Linked DNA regions of Mus musculus: region 1 is linked to region 2. The links are chromatin contacts, called in public HiChIP or PLAC-seq maps. All regions are on one chromosome and are shown on one strand. Each heading gives the region's core, a stretch centred on a gene start, on an enhancer-like site or on the middle of the called end of the contact. The rest is flanking DNA. Distances are from core to core; before and after follow the strand shown. Region 1 overlaps Copg2 (coatomer protein complex, subunit gamma 2). Region 2 holds the start of Cep41 (centrosomal protein 41).

Region 1 (2,939 bases), core at 109-2,608, 140 kb before region 2:
TTTCTCCAGTAGGCACTTTAGCACTTTTGTCAACAAACCATTTCCTATAGGTTTTCTAGTTTACTGGAAGATAATTCTTCAGAATACTTCTTAGTGAGCCTCTGGATTTCAGTGAATGTTTGTTGTAATATTCCTTCACCCCCTTTACCTCTAATGTTATTAATTTGAGTCTTTCTTTTGGTCACTTTGTCTAAGCATTTGTCAGTCTTGTTCATCTGTTCAAAAAAGCAACAGTTGGCCTGGTGGTGGTGGTGGTGGTGGCGCACGTCTTTAATCCCAGCACTCGGGAGGCAGAGACAGGCAGATTTCTGAGTTTGAGGCCAGCCTCGTCTACAAAGTAAGTTCCAGGACAGCCAGGGCTACACAGAGAAACCCTGCCTTGAAAAACCTAAATAAATAAATAAATAAATAAATAAATAAATAAATAAAAAAAAAAAATATAAATAAAAATAAAATAAGAAGAAATAATAGAGCAAGGTAGAATTTAATAAAATGAAGACCGTAAGAGGATCAGTGAAACTGTTGCTTTTTTATTTTTTTGTTTTTGTTTGTTTTCTTTTTTGTGTTGTTGTTGTTGTTGTTGTTGTTTGAGACAGGGTTTCTCTGTGTAGCCCTGGCTGTCCTGGAACTCACTCTTGTAGACCAGGCTGGCCTTGAACTCAGAAATCCACCTGCCTCTGCCTCCCAAGTGCTGGGATTAAAGGCGTGCACCACCACTGCCTGGCTCCTTATTTCATTTTTATCTACTAATTTTGTTTGGCTTGTTCTGTTTTGTTTTGTTTTGTTTTTTTCTAAGACTTAGAGGTACATCACTAAGAGATGATCAAAGTGTTCTCTTGCCTTGTTAATGCGTACACTAAGCACAACAAGCTTACCTCTTTTGTCTTTGCTGTATACAAAAAAATCTAATGAAGTGTGGTTTTTTTCACTTGTTTCTAGAATTTCTTTGCTTTTTAAAAACCATATATATATATATATATATATATATATATATATATATATATAGTAAACATCATTTGCATATTCAATCCTCATGTGTTTTAAGTGGCGCCTATAGTTTCTTGTGATACATCACGATTGCTGCCACCTCTCCCAGTCACCCCCTTCCACACCCCTCCCCCATTCTCATCTGAGAGGGTAGAGGCCCCCCTGAATATCCCCCTACCCTGGCACATCAAGTCTCTGGGAGTCTAGGCACATCCTCTCCCACTGAGGCCAGACAAGGTACCCCAGCTAGAAGAACATATCATCCCACAGACAGGTAACATTGAAAAAGAATTCAGAACTATGTCTACCTTTGTTAAGCACAGACTATAAGCTAGTTGGATGGGACCCTGCCCTGAACTTAGCATTTCTACCACAACTGAGTCTAACTTTGCTTTGTCCTAGGCTGATCCTGAACTCAGGAATCTATCTGCCTTTGTTAGCATAAACAAAAAATCTTAGCTGGGTGGAATCTCCTGTGATCACTGCTCCCTAAATCTCTCTCTCTTCTTCCTTAGCAATTGTCTAACTACTCGGTTCGTGGCATAGCTGCTTTTGTTCCTTTATATTCATGAAGCCCCTCATGTAATTCATATAGTATCCTTATTTTTGCATAGGTAAGAAATTATATATTTTCAAACTCATGTATTTAGAGCTCTTTCCTATAACCTTAAGGGCTGTCCTGAAAGTCCTAGAGTTTACCATTTTGCTGAGACATAGGCACACCCTCGACTCCTGGACTCCTGCTGTTTCTAATTATCACCGAGTCACTCACATTCACAGGGGGGAGTCTGAATTATGTACATTATTATACAAACATTCCTTGTAGCCACAGCAGCCAAGGACACTCTTGGAGGTTCACACCAGGGGCCCTGTCCCAGGGGCAGGAACCATGTCACTGTCCCCACCAAGGCCTGGCAGGGCTCAGTCACTGCTCCATCCTCTGTCCCTGCATTTCTTGTAGACAGGATAAATTTTGGTTAGAAAGTTTTGTCAGTAGGTTGGTGTCCCTATCACTCCACTGGGGTTCCTGCCTGGCTACATGAAGTGGCCTCTTGAAGTTCCATATCCCAATGCTGTGAGTCACAGCTAAGCTCACCCCATTGATTCTCGGGGTCCTCCCCTATCCTCGGTCTCTGGCAGGCCCTTGAGATACCCCACCACCACCAGTTGCAGATTTCCATTCATTCCATTCACCTCCTATTCCTCCCCATACTTGATCCTGAATTCCCCCTACACCATTCCTCTCCCCAGCCCCCCTCCCACCCAGTTCTCTTCCTCTATCTACCTCCTACAACTATTTTTGTTCCCCTTTCTAAGTGAGATTCAAGCATTCTTACTTGGACCTTCCTTCTTATTTAGCTTCTTTGGGTCTGTGGAGTGTAGTAGCATGTTTATCTTGTATTTTATGGCTAATATCCACTTTATAAATGAGTACATGCCATATATGTCCTTTGGATCTGGGTTACCTCACTCAGGATGATATTCTCAAATTCCATCCATTTTCCTGCAGAATTCATTATTTTTAATAGCTAAATAGTATTCTATTGTGTAGATGGACCACATTTTCTTTATCCATTCTTTAGTTGAGGGACATCTAGATTGTTTCCAGTTTCTGGCTATTACAAACAAAGCTGCTAGTTGAACAAGTGTTCCCGTGGTATAGTAGGGCATCTTGTAAGTATATGCCTAAGAGTGATATACCTGGGTCTTAAGATAGAATATTTCCTGTTTTCTGAGAAACTGCCACATTGATTTCCAACGTGGTTGTACAAGTCTGCACTCTGACCAGCAATGGAGGAGTGTTCCTCTTGCTCCACAGCTTCCCTAGCATGTACTATTGTAAGAGCCCGAAAATTCCTGAAGGAAGACCCCAGACTCAGATAGTATGCAAAACAAAGAGAGTTTATTCTGCAGAAACAACCAGCATGAGCCCAGACAAAGGTCCGCAGGCC
Region 2 (3,078 bases), core at 276-2,775:
GTGTATCCGTGAGGTATTTGCAACTAGATCAAGCTGCCGCTGCCTGCTAACCTGTGAATTGAACTGCCGATTTCCAGACAACACTGAGTTGCTCCAAAGAACCTTTCTAAACAGGTCCATTTCCCACATATCCTTTCTTTTCTACTACCTCTGGTGGGGTGGTGGGCTACAAGGAAGGTTAAAGCATTTAAGAACCATCGTTAATAATAGGATTTGAAAAAAAAATTAAAGCTAGAGTTACTCCAACTCCAAGCTGCACAGGGGTTCGCTATGCAAAGATGTGATAAATACACCCTATCTACTCCCTTCTAACCTTTGCAGCCCCCAATCCTTCATTCTAATAGAATGATGAGTGGGAATTTTAGAAGGGTTAAAGACTAGACATGGTAAAGGGATTTAAGATAAACCTTGGTAGGTATTAAACACTAAACACAGTACAAGGGGCAGTTAGGACAATAGTCCAAGATCCTGGAGGTCCAGTCTGAATGACTTGATCCAAGATACGGCCCTAAGAGCAGGTTCCTGAAGTTGCTATGAGGCACGACAGGGTATGAGAGACCACGTTGTTGACTAGGTCATCTGCGTAGACCCTGCCATAGTTCACATGGATGTTGTTATTAACACAGAGCTAGCCAGTATGAACAAACCAATGGAACCTTTCTCTATTCCTGGAAAAAAAAACGACTTAGAGCACAGGACAAAGGGTTACTGTGCTGTTTCTTCCCTGTAAAATGAAATAGTAATTTTGATGGATTTGGTGGGACATTTAGGAGCCAAGTCAAACTGTGTGGGTAATTGTTTTGTAAAGGTGCTAGGACTTAATTTTCAGATCTGGAATGAGAACAGGTGGTGGTTGGTGGCAGGAGTTACAATGGTTTCCATGACAACGGGATCGGATTTTAGTCATCTTTCCCATCCTCCACAAAACATACTGCCGCTTTCTTCATAAGGTGCTTATTAAATACTTGTTAAATGAATGATGAACCACTGAACGGTGTGTGCTCTTTGCAATTAAGGTTGCTGTTCTTTCGCTAGACTAAAAGCTTTTAGAGCAACAATAATTACTGTGTTTACTTATGATATTTTGCATAATTTGCATAATAACTTAAGACCTGAACATAATAAACTATGCACTCTCGTTCCAGTTGAACATCCCTGGCCCAAATCATGTCCTTTGCCGTGGAAGAAGTAGCCCCGATGTTTGGTTAGAAAGACTTTACAAAGGGTTGGGGGGACCTGTGGTGAATTTGTGTTCTCTCTCCAGCCTGAGGCCAGACCCTCCCCCCCCCCCCCTTCTCAGGTCTGCGCAGGCGCCGGAGCCCCTCCCCCTTCCTTCCCGCGCTCAGGCAGGAGCTGGGCGCCAGGATCCAAGCTGCGCTAGCGGGCGTCCCGCGTTGCCCTTGGCAACCATTGAGCAGCTTTTTTTGCTCTCCCCGCCCGGGCCGAAGCAGTAAACGGAGCTTCTATTGGCTGGCCTGGGCAGCCGAGCCAATCGGAAGAGAGGTTACAGGGAGGCGGCTGAGTGGGGGCTGGAGGGGGGTAGGAAGCTAGATTAGTAGCCAGACGTGAGGCTAGAACCCCGAGCGTGGTCGGTTGGAGCAAATATGTCTGCCCGGAGGCACATTGGGAATCCTGAGGTGAGGGCCAGGTCCGGACCCGAGAGCCGGAGGGGGCGGGCGCACCGGAAAAGGCGCCACGTGGGCAGGGACGAACAGCCGGCCACTTCCGCCGCCCGGAAGGCGGGAAGTGGCCAGCGTGAGGAGGGGGCCGAGCGCAGGGCCTGGGGCGGGGCAGGCCGAGGCTCCACGTCAGTGGCACCCGCCGGTGCCGGGCGTGCTCGCCCCACAAAGACCCACCGGACACCGACGTTCGAGGCTTGGAGGAGCCAAGTACATAAAGACACAGCCCCTGCCCTCAAAGAGTTTACAGTCTAGGAGTGACACCTGCAAACAAAGTAAAAATCAAAGACCCCCAAAACATGGAAGGAGGTGAAGGGGCCCATCACTTCTGAGTTGGGGTACCCCAGGCCAAGCCGCCCTTGCAAAGGGAGCAAAATAGGGCCCTTTGTTCTCCTTTACCCTCAGTGCCCTTGTGCATTTGTAGCAGTTTAATGTCACCCAGTGTTATTTGACCCTTACCAAACAAGTAACCAGACCTACAAAGAGAACGACAGAGTCTCTACAGTAGAGTTCAGTCTAGTGATGGAAATTGGTGAGCTTCGGGAGAGAGATGGAGGAGGAAAGACAGCACTCAAGCTGAGAGAAGGAGGGGCGTTCTTGAGCTGAAAAGGCCCCAACCCATCAAGGCCACTCGTGAGTCAGGTGAAGAGCTTGCTAGAACAGCCTGTGTAAAGCCAAGGAGAGCTTCAACTCCGACCAAGTCCCAGTAGGAGTCTACAGAACAAAAGGCAATTTGAGAGGGGCCTTCTGCACCTTCATAGCAAACACCAGTTGTAGGTCTTGGATTTCTTGTTGAATGCCTGGTGTCGGAAACTGTGGCATGTGTATTGGAGTGCCATGATAGTAATGTCTGTTATTTTGGTGGGGTTTTTTGTTTGTTTGGTTGTTTTTTGTTGTTGTTGTTTGGTTGGTTGGTTGTCTCTGAGACAGTCTCACTATGTAGCTCCAGCTGTCCTGGAACTCACTATGTGGACTAGGCTGGCCTCAAACTTAAAGAGATCCACCTGCCTCTGCCTCATAGATACTGGAATTTAAAGGCATGTGCCGCCACTACTAAACCTTGATAGTGATGTGTAAATATTACACAGTGTCACTTACATTTGGAGTCTAAAGTCCAACTCAGTGAAGTAGAAATTAGAATAATGGTCACCAGAAGTTAGGGATATAGCGTCTGGGACAAAGAGATGCTGGTCGCAGGGTAGAAAGTTTGTTAGGAGAACTAAACTTTTGAGATGGCACAGGAGATGACACAGCAGGGTGACTAAAATATAAATTTAATGTACATCTCAGATTAGCCAAGAGAACATTCCAAACCTCTCCTCACAACAAGGGAGGTAATGACGATATTTACTAACTTAATAATTGCACAGTGTGTGCATGTCAACCTTTTTTTCCTAGA

The links. HiChIP or PLAC-seq counts read pairs in DNA pulled down with a chosen protein or histone mark.
Region 1: a contact with region 2 is called in a CTCF HiChIP or PLAC-seq map of the NIH/3T3 cell line, with 11 read pairs. The contact joins the enhancer-like site here to the promoter of Cep41 in region 2. A contact is called at or near these places in 1 of 39 promoter capture datasets (cranial neural crest), 1 of 15 datasets of contacts at CTCF or cohesin (the NIH/3T3 cell line), 2 of 115 datasets of contacts at active chromatin or transcription factors (the NIH/3T3 cell line and pancreatic cancer cells) and 2 of 9 other capture datasets (adipose tissue and pancreatic islet).

Annotation. Positions count from the first base shown.
Region 1 is chr6:30,831,255-30,834,193 of GRCm38.p6, reverse strand. The region is part of intron 9 of Copg2 (coatomer protein complex, subunit gamma 2); the gene reads left to right. Among named protein-coding and RNA genes, the nearest start is that of Gm38781, 54 kb to the left of the region's middle. Within about 2 kb of position 1,358, at least 6 of the 459 cell types and tissues checked have an H3K27ac peak or open chromatin away from gene starts, as enhancers often do.
Region 2 is chr6:30,692,196-30,695,273 of GRCm38.p6, reverse strand. Cep41 (centrosomal protein 41) reads left to right here and starts at 1,525. Exons shown (of 11, transcript NM_031998.3): 1 at 1,525-1,637. The coding sequence starts at 1,605.